Linked DNA regions of Mus musculus: region 1 is linked to region 2. The links are chromatin contacts, called in public Hi-C maps. All regions are on one chromosome and are shown on one strand. Each heading gives the region's core, a stretch centred on a gene start, on an enhancer-like site or on the middle of the called end of the contact. The rest is flanking DNA. Distances are from core to core; before and after follow the strand shown.

The links. A called contact is a pair of places that touch in the nucleus more often than the background predicts.
Region 1: a Hi-C map of myeloid progenitors shows a contact between it and region 2, with 3 times the contacts expected there. The contact joins two enhancer-like sites. A contact is called at or near these places in 1 of 15 datasets of contacts at CTCF or cohesin (pro-B cells), 8 of 484 Hi-C or Micro-C datasets (the HL-1 cell line, bone marrow-derived macrophages, granulocyte-monocyte progenitors and 3 more) and 3 of 115 datasets of contacts at active chromatin or transcription factors (bone marrow-derived macrophages, microglia and neural progenitor cells).

What each region holds. Positions count from the first base shown.
Region 1 is chr15:63,606,922-63,613,945 of GRCm38.p6, forward strand. No RefSeq gene overlaps it. Among named protein-coding and RNA genes, the nearest start is that of 4930449C09Rik, 110 kb to the right of the region's middle. Within about 2 kb of position 4,455, at least 74 of the 459 cell types and tissues checked have an H3K27ac peak or open chromatin away from gene starts, as enhancers often do. A contact at or near this core is called in bone marrow-derived macrophages, granulocyte-monocyte progenitors and myeloid progenitors, where this site is marked.
Region 2 is chr15:63,493,479-63,499,837 of GRCm38.p6, forward strand. No RefSeq gene overlaps it. Among named protein-coding and RNA genes, the nearest start is that of Gm25702, 15 kb to the left of the region's middle. Within about 2 kb of position 3,918, at least 15 of the 459 cell types and tissues checked have an H3K27ac peak or open chromatin away from gene starts, as enhancers often do. A contact at or near this core is called in bone marrow-derived macrophages, granulocyte-monocyte progenitors and myeloid progenitors, where this site is marked.

The DNA.
Region 1 (7,024 bases), core at 3,205-5,704, 110 kb after region 2:
TAAATAAATATAGTTTTAAAATAAAGACACAATACCTTAAGACAACAGTATGGCTTGCCTTGGATACAGCCCAGAGTTCTACACAGTAGACCTCAGAGGGAAGAGATGATGGTACAAAGAAACTGGGGTAAGCACAATGTGCCAAACCTTGTAGGTTTTGTCTGTTATTTGGAGTTTTAGCCTAAGAATAAATAGGGCTGATCAGGATATTTATGCAATGGAATGGCATGATTCACCGCATTTTGACATAAATAGCTATGACTGCTAACTTGTAGGTGAAATGGGAAGAGAGCAAATCTGTGAACAGGGAGACTCTTAGTTATTGTAGCAATAGTCTAAGAGAAGAACAAGAATATGAGCTAAATGCTTAAGTGTGGTCAGTACAGTCAAAATGGAATGATACGTATTAGAGACTGATTAGTAATAAGTGGTAAGACTGGAATAATAACCTTCAAATTCCCATTGAAGGTCATCAGTGGCAGAATGGGATGATTAAGAAGGTCAGATCCCTCCACTTCTAACACATATCCCAGCAGGTGCAAAAGCCTGAGGTTCATAACAGTGCCTTTGTTGATGCTATCACAATAAAATTCTAGTGTATGAATGGAAAGGACTCACTTGAATAACTACACTAGGTTGTCACATTACTCTTGCTAAGTTTAGATGGTATCCTATTGGCTTCTAATACTTGAGCACAAATCAAGACATGCCAAAGTCAACACTTAATGTTGACTAAGTCTATCAAGAGAAGGCAAAATGGGTGGGGAAGGTGTCATTTGTTCCACAAGAACTATTACATTTCATGGACCCTTATATGAAACTCTCTTCTGATGACACAGTCATATACTAAGGGACCTTGAGAGCAAGGACTTCCCAAAACAAATATCAAGCCAATTTAACTCCATGCAGAACGTGTCTGGCTACAAGAGTTCTGACATTTGCCAAACCTCATAGAGTATACTGGAACCATCTTAAAGACCTCTGCATTCCTGCAGGTCTCCGCACCCTACTCTCTGCTCTCTTTAATGCTGAGTTTCTCTAGGGATGATAGCTTTGGGATCTTGGGTTTGACTCAATTTATTCCAGGACTTGGATTCATTTTAAACAAGTCAGAATCCACGTGCCATCTTCAATTAAAGGTTTTGTAAGGCAAAGGAAGACGAGCTCAGCCACCAAATATTTGGGCCTGGGAAAGCTTCTGCAGCCTTTCCAACAGGCCAAGTGTGATGTGGTGAGACTGGCTCCTGTCAAAAGCAATGAGGGAGGCAGCAATGGACATTGGGAAAATTAGGCCTGGCACCAGCCTAAGCCACTGAGTATTCAAATAAATGGTATGCAAAGTGTGGTTTGAACATCATGGTCTGGGGAGCAATGAGAATTCTGGGTAGAGTCTGGATAAGTATGAAAGTGCTTGAAAAGACCAATCGAAGTAAAAATGAATCAGATAGCGGACAGGAATAAGCAAAGAAACCACAAGGCATTTTTATTGATTTGCTTATTAAATGCATCCATTCAATGACTATCTACCCAGACCCCAAACTTCAAAAGCACGAAGATTCTGATGCTGGCAGAAAAAATAATAATAATCAGAAACTTCCTGAAAACGTATATTTCCAGGGTCACTGTAAGATAAGAAAAATAAAGTTTGAAATATTTCATGCATCTGATTTTCAACTTTGCTTGGTTACACATTTATAGCTGTGGCTGTTATCATTAATAAACAGTTCTTAGTACCCTGAAGATACCTGGCCAGCACTTGGTAGGAAAACGAATGAATGGCTGCTTACCCTGGAATGCACAATGTGTTAAGAATATACACATTCCCTTATGAACTGCAAACAACCTCCATGGTAGATAGGGCAATGAGAAACTAGGGATTTAGATGGTTAACAAAATATCCTGATCATATACCTAGAGAGTAGAAAAGTTAAAACTAAATTCTATCTTAACATGGCAAGTAAATATAAATAAATAGAATCTCAAACATCTACCATGGAATAATGTGTTCTTACATGAGATAAAGATAGAAAAATACAGAAGACAGGGGAAAGCCAAGATGACACTAAAAGGAAGATCATGAAAACTCCTAATATGACTGTGACAAAAGGGGGTATCCTGGTCAGAAGGCAAGGAGGGCCAGCTCAGAAAGCAACAGGTTACCATCAAGGCAAACAGAGGCAGACTCACAAGCATTAAGGAGTTGGCTTAGATGGTTGTTATTATCAACTTCCTTGCTATCCATTCCTATCAAGGAAATACAAGGACAAAGTGTGGAGCAGAGACTGAAGAAAAGGCCATTCAGAGACTGTCCCACCTGGGGATCTATCCCATATGCAGCCACCAATGCCAGACACTATTGCTGATGACAAGAAGCACTTGCTGATGGAGTACTACTCAGCTATTAAAAACAATGAATTCATGAAATGCTTAGGCAAATGGATGGAATTAGAAAATATTATCCTGAGTGAAGTAACCCAGTCACAAGAGAACATATGTGGTATGGACTCATTGATAAGTATATATTAACCTAAAAGCTCGGAATACCCAAGATACAATTCACAGACCATGTAAAGCTCAAGAAGAAGGAAGACCAAAGTGTAGATGCTTCAATTCTTAGAAGGGAGAAGAAAATATTCACAGGAGGAAATACAGAGACAAAATGTAGAGCAGAGATTGAAAAAAAAAAGGCCATCCAGAGACTGCCCCACCTGAGGAGCCATTCCATATACAGACACCAAACCCATACACTATTGCTGATGCCAAGAAGTGCTTGCTGACGGGAGCTTGATATAGCTGTCTCCTGAGAGGCTTTGCTCTCAGAATGCTCACAGCCAACCATTGGACTAAGCATACTGTCCTCAGTGGAAGAGTCAGTGAAAGGACTGAAGGAGCTGTAAGGGGTTTGCAACCCCATAGGAAGAACAATAATATCAACCAACCAGACTCCCCAGAGCTCGCTGAAACTAAACCACCAACCAAAGAGTATGGAGGAAGCCATGGCTCCAGCTGCATATGTGACAGAGGATGGCCTTATCTGGCATCAATGGGAAGGGAGGCCCTTGGTCCTGTGAAGACTTGATGCCCCAGGGTAGAGCAGTGAAGTGGAAGTGGGTGGGTGAGAGGGGAAGCAGTCTTATAAAAGTGGGAGTTGGGGGAGGGCTGGGGATCGAGGCTTTTCAGAGGAGAAACCAGGAAGAAGGATAACATTTGAAAAGTAAATAAGCAAAATAACCAATAAATTTATTTTTTAAAAAAGGCAGACAAATCGCTGGAAGGCTAATGATGCTTTGGGATATATGTACTGTATGCTAGAATATGGAGCCCTGAGACTTGGCCACAAATAGTCATGTAATAGGAGAGTTGACCAGTAGGCTAATTTTAAGTTACTAAATATTTTATAAAAATAAAAAATAAATATTAAAACACACCTATGTTTATTCATTTACATGTCATCCACAGATGATTTCAAACTATAAAAATAGTAGTTGAATAGAATGATAGAGACAATGAGGTTTGCAGCTCAAATATTGGCCTTTTACAGATATTTGCCAAGTGAAGTCACATGAATATAGAAACATCTACCTAGAACTATGCTGACACTTCCTAGATCGGGCAGAATAGAGCATAAGGTGGGAGGGACTGAAATGGAGAATGAGAAGACAGGCTGTTGTATCTGCCTCTAGCTTTGCCCAAACCCATCCATTTTTGAGTCTACATTAATACATAAGTACAGTTTTCTTCTACCAAACCTATGAATGATTTACTAGGATTCAAAATAATACACACTTTCCATAGCATGCAGCATACAGTTAATGTGCTCACTCAAGATATGTTTATTTAACACCTCTGTTATTATAAGAAATAACACATGGACCTTGATTATGAAAAGTTCATAGATCAGTGGAAGGACAAAGATCCACAAGGGTCATAACAAAGTGAGAAGAGCTAAAACCGCCTTCTGCCTACAGAGCTGCAATGGACAAATGGGGCTTATAACTTCAGGTTACAGACTCAAGGAAAGTCTTAAGATTGAGATAAGGCTTGGATGAGTTTGAAAAGTAAGTAGGAAAAGACTTGGAAGAAAAGACAGAAACACAGAAAGAGGGGAGCTGACCAGTATTGCTGTAGCTTAGAGAGCAAGTAGAAAGTACCAGTAGGCAGAGACTAAATCAGCAATCTCACATGTCACATTAAGGAACATACACTTTAGTGAACAGCACAGAACCATAAAAAGCCGTGGTGGCCATTCCCATCTAGAATAAGCTGGACAAGGTCCAGAAGAAGAGAAAGAGAAATGACCGAGCAGCTCTTCTGATGATTGGGTCTGTCTAAGATGAATGAATGAATAGATGAATGAATGATCACACAGATGACTGGTTCTGATAACTCCTGCTGGGGTTTCTACTCACATGAGAAAAGGGAAGTGGCTTTCATATCCCTTTCAACTGCTATCCCCACCCCAGCCCCCAACCTTCATGAATGGTTTCTCTCTTGCACGCATGTGTATCTCTTCCTCAATTACTGAGATCTCAGAACTAAGCCTTACTAACTAGCTAACAAGCTTACCGTGCCAGGCAAGAACTGAGCAGACTAAATTAGAATCCCCAAAAAGCCCAGGCAGAGAATGAAAATCAAGAAAATATACTTTGGACCAAAAAAAGAAGGAAAATAAAAAGAAAAAAGAGGAAAAAAACCATCAATTAGAACTATTCTGAGATTGTTCTGACCGTAGAAGATTGAAAATGAGGGTGGAGATAAGCAGAGAACTGAGAAGTGGACACAAACACTTACCCTACGAAGAAAATGATAGTGATTTCAGCTAGATTGCAGTAATTTGGACAGGAGTGTTAGTTTTCAATTCACTAACTTGCTAGATATTAATATACTAAATCATAATGTAAGGCATTCCTTCAGAAACTCTTAGCTTAATAGAGATAGGTGGAATCCATTTACACACACTGCATTCTAACAGCTGCCAAGACATAAAAAATAGAGAGCAGAGCACCATACCCCGAAGCATGGAAAGCCTTGACATATAAGGTAATAGTCAAGAAGGATCTAGAAGAGGGATCAAGAGCATGAAAAACAAGAAAGAGCTCAAAATAATGCATAAAAGTTGTATAAAGTGGAGCTGGCCTTGAAAAGGAGCTTGATCAAATGCAGTTTCCCCAGCCTCACCAAGCTGACATCTTCACTTTGTGATCAGGAAAAATGCCTCAAGAGGCACCTAAAGGCTAGTGGGCATGTGCCATCTTCAGACAGAAGAAAGTCCCCATCAATCAGCGTATCAGAAGACTTATAGTCTGAATCTTATTGAAACCAAAAGCAATGGGACAGGGTCCCTCTCTGGAAACTTCCTAAAACTTTATTCTGACACTATGAGTTTGGTCACTTAATGTGATCAACTACAAGGGAAGCTAAAATCTCTTTCTTAGGTTTGATAGTTAACTTTGCTCTGTGACCTTAGGGAAGAAAGAAACTCTATGACCCTAGATTGCTTAATCATAAAGGATGAGATATGTAATAGTCCCCACACTTAGTTCCCAGACCTAAATGTCATTATAAAAATTAAATACAATATTCCTAAGAAGATGGGAGCAGAGCCTAGCCCCCAGCAGATGATAAACGAATATGAGCTACCCTTGCATATCTCCTGTCCGTTAATGGCCTTGATGGAGTTCAATACACATACATTGCACAGAGCCAATGCTCGACCTTCACATAACCCCACTGGCTCTACTAAAAGTTGATAGACTGATAATCACAGTGTTGTTTACTATGTGTGGAATATTTGGCCTGTTTCCTCATTTAATTTTCACAACATCTCAACAGCAAGGCAGCTACAAATTATGTATCCCCATTTAAGAGAGGAAAACCTCCCCAGCCCAGGAGTATTAGGAATGTTCAAGGTCACATAGCTATTTAAATGCAAAGTGCTGTGTCAACTATGACACCAAGGCCTCCTATAGACAGCCACTTGCAGAGAGGAGGCTGGAGTGACTCTAATCCACTCAATAAACCTGAATGAAGCCCTCAAATCGGTTACATCTACCACTCTCTCCCAGGCCTTAAGTGCTTTGCATATGGAATGCCTTATTCAAAATGGTATGACAAATCAAAAGAGGAATTTTCTCATAATGTAAGAATAGAATTTTTAAAAGAGAGAATGCAACTTCGATTTTAACAATAGGCTTTCTTCATGTTTTACATTGAAAAAGAACACAGTCAAAGAACAAAATTCATGAATTAAAAAGAAAATCAACAAAATGAAATGTAGGGCAGTTAAAGTCATCACAATGTCCTCTGTTTCTCAGAATTGGCCACTTTGGGGAGGTTTTGCACCTTTTTTTTAACTTCCAGATTTCATACTTTCTGTTCAGCTTTTGCAACTTCCCAAGAGTACAGCTTGAAAAAAAAAAAAAAAAAAAAAAAAAACAGAAAAAGTAGAACCTCGGTCCCCATGTCTCACTTCAAGCCTAAAGGCCCCTTGCAGCCTAGCTTTATTCATCCCTCTGACATTGCTGTTTCTGGCTACTGAGTGGTCTTTGGATGGCCAGTGTGGTGCATTTTTAAAAGTTATGCTAGTTTAGCTAAATCATAATGGCTGTTAGCATCAACCTACAGTGGTTTCTAAGTAACTCCCCAACAACAGAGAGGGAGACAGAGAGAGAGAGAGAGAGAGAGAGAGGGAGGGCGGTAGAGAGAGAGGGAAAGATATATTCTCTAACTTTAACACTGGAAATAACCAATTAGAAAAAAAGACTTTGAAACAAGGTCTTACTAATAGCTCTGGATGGATGGCCTAGAACTAACTATTTAATCCATACTGGCCTCAAACTCATACAAGTCCACCTATATCTGTTGCACTTTCTCTGGGATTAAAAGCATGTGCCACCATGCGCAGACATTTGAAAATATTTTCACTTAAGGATGAATGTAAGTACTCACTAGACAACAAAAAGTCACCTGAAGCCTAAAAGGCTCCAAAGGACACAGTGCATCATCCGCACTGACTGGTTCAGTC
Region 2 (6,359 bases), core at 2,668-5,167:
GGGGCTAGTTACAGGAGCAGAAATGACTCAAAGACAGCTGCATTGCCAAAGCCTACCCAGTGTAGGTGACAGCTCACAAAAGCTGGGAACCTGGAGAAACTGCACGGCACATAGATAGATCAAAGGGCTGAAGAATGTCCTTCCCAGTAACCTCAGTTGGTCTAAACTTCTTCCAGACAGTTGGTATGAGGGTGGCTCTTTTGAGAGTCTTCTTTGCAGCTCAACTTCCTTTCATCTGAGAAGGACTCTCAGCTTTTATTGCTCTCTGGCAGGGAAGGAGCCTAGTGAATCTGATCAATTTCAGGGACCATTTTGAGAACTTTTGTTGCCTTCCTGCCTGAGGGGCTTCCTTTCAGACCAAATGAAGGGTGGAATGGTTCAGTGTTTCAATATTGGAGGAAACTTGAGAAAATGGTACCAATTTACCAAGGATCAATCCCAAAGAGAATAAATAAAATCTCACCATTATCAATAGGATCCATTGAGAAAGATACACCACTACTTCAGTTACAATCCTACCAATAACACAAGCCCTGAACTCCTCTCTAGAAAACAGTAGGAAGAATTCAACTGTAGCTGTAGTTACAGAGGAGGGTGTTTTCTGTGGGTCCTAGAATCTGAACTCCAGCCACCATGATTAAACAGCAAGCACTTTACCTTCTTGTCCATTTCAACCACCCCCCACCTTGAGCATGTCTTTGATCTACTCTCAAAGGTATGAAGATATTTTTACAAAAATGTGAGAAAATAATTGAGACACATACTATTTGGTTTTTTCCACTGAAAATATTAGCAAAATGTGCACATATACCTACAGCAATGATTTACTCTAAGGAAAAAAAATGTACTTATTTTTTTCTGTAAAAGGTTTGAATTTCTTGTGATTGTTATTTCCCCAGGTATCATTTTGTTTGTACCAGGCTTCTTTCTCTTCTTTCTAATTACACCTTTGAAGGATTTGTTCCTATACCAAGAAAAAATCTTGAAACTACCACATTGGTCTTATATTGCTGAGTAACTTTGCAGGACTGCCTTTGTGATGGTTAACACTGTGTTTAGAGGATACATTTATTGTGCTAGGCTTGAAAAAATAAAATTGTTTTTAGGTTGCATAAGCCCTGAGGAAATTATCTTGAATGTACCCTGTCAGGTAGCCTGAGATGGACCACTTCCTGGTACCGTTGAGGTACTCTTAAAAAAATTGCTGAATGTTGCAAAATATTTCAGTGCCACAGCTGTTCCTACAAAGTGATGGGTCACAAGATTAAACAGGCTAATGGTTTAGTTTTGCTTTTTACAAACTGCCCGCTTGCTTGTATGTCTGAAGCATCTGTTGGACGTGTCACTAAATCAAGTCTTGCCTGCTCTGGGAGAAGATATGAGTTACTTTGGCTTCCCAAAATTGTTACTTTGTAGGTTTTGCCTATATAATCCTTTAACTACTAATAGCCCTGGCCTTATCTAGAGAATTCTCTCTTTGTTGGCTCCGGTCAGTCTTTTAATAAAAATGCCTCTATTTCCTGGAAAAAAAAAAGAATATTCTAGGAAATGCAAAAACTTCCATGTGTAACTTTTTAAAATATCAGCTTCGAAAACAGTGAGAAATTGTCCCTCCTATCTATATTCCTGTAAGTCTTTGTAAGATGGAATGGAATTTTGATCATTAATTTAGATATTGAATCTGAATAAATGTCCAAATTGAAGAACAAAGGTAGAAGGGAAATACACCAGCAATGGAAGTAAATGCCCAGAGAATACACATCCAGCCCAGGATCTCCTAGAATTTTGAGTTTCAAAATATGAAAGACAGAATTTCAATAAAGTCTTCCAATGACTCCACTTCGAAGATGCTATAGTCTGCACTAGTACTATAGACTATAGTCTCCCAGTACTAAAGTTAGTACCCTTGTAAACATACCTTAGTTCAGGCTTTGAGTCACATCTTTATAGATTATCTAAAAAGGAAAAGAAAAAGAGAAAGAAAATTCATCATTCAAAGACTACATTAGCAGAGATTGTTAAAGTGTTAGAATAAAGATAGCGGCGTAATGTATGAGAAATTACTATTACAGAAACTACAATTGTCACTTCTCATGCCCAGTCTGTTCTACTTTAGCAATTTAGCAATTTACAGTTACTAATAACTGTCATGGTGGCCAGCACATCCATGTCCCCATCATGAGAATATTTCTCTTGGTACAAGAAATCATAGTGTACAGAGTCGGGTAAGCCTGCAATAGGATTTTTAAAAGCTATAGGTGAAATGATTAATGGAACGTCATGAAGAATGCCAGGCTCATCCTCTCTCATGGGACACATATGACAATGGGAACAAAATGGGCAACACACTTTACCACCTTACCAATAGGCTCATTGTAAGAACCAAAATAATCAAAGGCCATTAACTACATATTATCTCCTAGACAGCATTTCCCATTTCGTTTCCAGTTTCTATGCAAATAAGTCATGATCACATCTTGTCCAACTGATAGTTGGGACTATACATTTACCAAGATTGTAAAAGTATAAAAATGACCCTTGGCTAATTTGTAAAGAAATTACCATTACAGAAATTACAGCATTCATTTTCTTTATTTCTTTTCTCTTTTAAATATTTCATTATATATACTTGTTTTACATGGCACTGAGCTACATACAAGGACATTTCCATACAAGTACATAGTGTATGTGGGGCATGTTATTCCCACGCCCCCCACCCTCAAATTTCTCACCCCTTCCCCTTCCTATTAGTTCCCTTTGTTCCTCTAGAGCAGTGGTTCTCAGCCTTCCTAATGCTGCAACACTTTAATACAGTTCCTCATGTTGTGGTGACCCCCAACCATAAAATTATTTGGTTGCTACTTCATAACTATAATTTTGCTACTGTTATGAATCGTAATGTAAATATCTGATATTCAGGATATCTAGTATAAAACCACCAAAGGGGTCATGGCCCACATGTTGAGACCCTTTGTTCTACCATCTAGACAATTGCACTGAAATCATTTCTCCTGACCAGCCTGTCCTGTCTCATACTGTTTACTACATTGTTTCAACGGGGTCATGGCAGGTTTTGTTTTGTTTTGTTTTGTTTTGTTTTTAGAGCCTACTATGGGCTCAGTGCTTAGATAATCTCATTTATCAATCACACAAGAATTTGGGACTAGTTTTGTTTATTTCTCTGCTTATTTTTGAATGGGGTCTTAAAGACAGTAAATGACCCAGCCCAGTGAAGATAGCATTAGAGGATAAAATGAAGATTCTATCTACTTAAGTCATTTGAAGTATATTTAAGACAGCCATTGGGAGTTCATTCCTAATACCATCAACTTGCAAGGAACAATTACTCATATTTAGGCTGGGAATGGTTGTGCACACTGAGAAAAGGTAGGCATATTTGGGTGAGTTTAAACCCAGCTTAGTTAATCTAGTGAGTTTCAAGGCAGCCTGAAACTACATAGTAAGACTCTGTCTCAATAAAATAAAATAAAATAAAATAAAATAAAATAAAATAAAATAAAATAAAATGGAGAGAGAGAAGAAGAAGAAGAAGAAGAAGAAGAAGAAGAAGAAGAAGAAGAAGAAGAAGAAGAAGAAGAAGAAGAAGAAGAAGAAGAAGAAGAAGAAGGGGAGAGAGAGAAAAGAGAAAAAGAAAAAAAGAAAGAAAGAAGAGAGAAAAAGAGAAAAAGAAAGAGAAAAAGGAAAAGAAAAAGAAAAAAAGAAAGAGAAAAATTATTCGTATTTTACCAGCTTGCTGAAAATCCCCTAAGAAGCTGGGGCTGGGTGGGTCAGACAGTACAAGCCACATGGTTTCTCAAAAAAAAAAAAAAAAAAAAAGTGGCATCATGTGAAGCAGGGTAAGACAGAAGATTAAGAAAGGGTAGGGTTGAATTGGGAAATACTTCCTTTCCTCAAATGCTAGGGCACAAAGGGCAGACAGACATATGGCACATAAGCCACACCTTCCTCAACATACATAACGGAATGATTTTTGCAGTAAGCCCAGGTATGACACCAATACCTTTCAAAACAGACCAGTGTGCAATGACAGTCACATTTAACAGCAAGAGAGACTATATTCTCCAAGCCTATACTGAAAGTTGAAGGCAGTGGTGGTGCACGCCTTTAATCCCTGCACTTGGGAGGCAGAAGCAGGCAGATTTCTGAGTTCGAGGCCATCTTGGTCTACAGAGTGAGTTCTAGGACAGCCAGGGCTACACAGAGAAACTGTGTCTCGAAAGAAGAGGAAGGAGGAGGAGGAGGAGGAGGAGGAGAAAAGGGAGGCAGGATCAGGTATGGGTGGAGACAGGAAAGAAACCCAGAGGGCCAGAAGAATGAATGAAAATATGCAGAATAGTAACTTTTGCCGGCCATGGTGGTGCATGCTTTTAATCCCAGCACTCAGAAGGCAGAGGCAGGTGGATTTCTGAGTTCGAGGCTAGTCTGGTCTACAAAGTGAGTTCCAGGACACCCAGGGCTATACAGAGAAACCCTGTCTCAAAAAACAAAAACAAAACAAAAAAAGTTGAATATACAAGGCATTGAAGAGACTCAATGTATTGATCTCTCTCATAGGAAAAAAAATGATAATGAAATAAAGTTACTACCTGATGAGATTCATAAGGATCCAATTTAAGTACTATTTTTCTATGTCTGTACCTCCTTTCTCCTTCCTTTTCCTCTTACCTCTCTCTTTTCTTTCTCTCTTCATATGCATGTGATAGAGACAGACAGGTGGATGATAGATAGATAGATAGATAGATAGATAGATAGATAGATAGATAGATAGATAGATAGATGATAGATGAAGATAAGTAGATAAATGATAGGTTGACTGATAAAAATAACTAGATAGATGATAGAGAGATAGAAAGATAAGGAGAGAGAGAAAGAGAGAGAGATGGAGACAGATATATGAGAGAGAGAGAGAGATCAAAAATATAGGTACTGGCAAAATCATTATCCAGTAATCTTCACAAACAGCAAGAGAGAATGTCTTTTCAGACCTACTGTTTCCATGCTGATGATCTATTCCTGCTAAAAACCAACAGATATTCACAGGTATTAGCAAGTAAGATCTACAAGTAAGATAATTAAGAAATCGTCCATATTTGACTCGACCTCTAGACCCACAGTTCCTGAGAATTATGTGAAGGAAGTATTCTTGCTCAATCATGTTTCTACCATATCATCAATCCCACAAAGAAACAGAGGAACTGAGCCAGCTCATTCTACCCGCATTTGCCTCAATTCTGAACCCAGGGAAGGAGAAGTTGGGCTTTAGCCTCATTTAGTGCTTCTGTGTGAAGCTGGAGGCATGACTACCTGGTCATTTGTTCAACATGCAACAAAAATGAATAGATATGCATGCATCCATTTGTACACTTGGAAATCTAGTAGCTTGTTTAGCAGGCATTTGTTAAGGGCCAGTGGTTTTCCAGGCATTCTTCTAGCAACTCCAGACATAGAGAGTAAGAAAACAGTTCCTACCCTCAGGGAGGTCAGTGGCCAGTTGAGCAGATGATGGTTAAAACACTGATGGATGGGGAAAAAAATGGCTGCAGGACCATGTGGAAGCCTAATGACAAAATTATACAAAGCCATAACAGAGAGGGGAACACCAAGTAAAGGTGTCTCATCTCTTGCCAAAGTTGTTTTGCATGTGGAACACTTTTTTAGACATGCAGACTTTCCAAATTGTTGGACTATTTATCTCCAAATTCTTAAAGCCTTAGGAGAAATGCTATCTCCCCCCACCCCATTCCAAGTTCCAAATGGACTCAAGCTGGACTTCACAACCTTCCCACAGTTACACTAATTCGGTGCTACTCTGCCCAACTGCTTATCTCTGATAAGGACATCATTGGCAGAAGAACAAAATGCAAAGCTCAAAGGAAAAGGGGCAAGATTAGCACTATTGGCCTAGATCACAACTATGTTCGTATAACCAGAAACCTTCAAAATATCCACTAAAGTGTTCTACTGTCAAAATAAGAGGCTCCAGTGAGATTGAAGATTTTCCTACATCCCAAGAGCAACCAGACATAGTATAAGATGCAGTTATCTACAATATAGTAGCAAAAACTCCACAAGAATTGTCAGATAGATTTACATTCTGATACTGCTGATGGTAGCAATGAAGTCAGTGATATTGAATAAACAGGCTCTAGGGCAGGGGAAAGCACTTTGCCCCTTAGAACTCTAAGCATGTCAAACAGATATGTAAATGAAGTGTTGTCTTAAATAAATTACGTTTTTTAAAAGTAGTTGTTACATCTGGGAGTATACAGAGATAGTTCAAAATGCAAAGAAGCCATTTAAGCCTTCAATGGGAAATAAATATAACTCCTTTTCAGGGC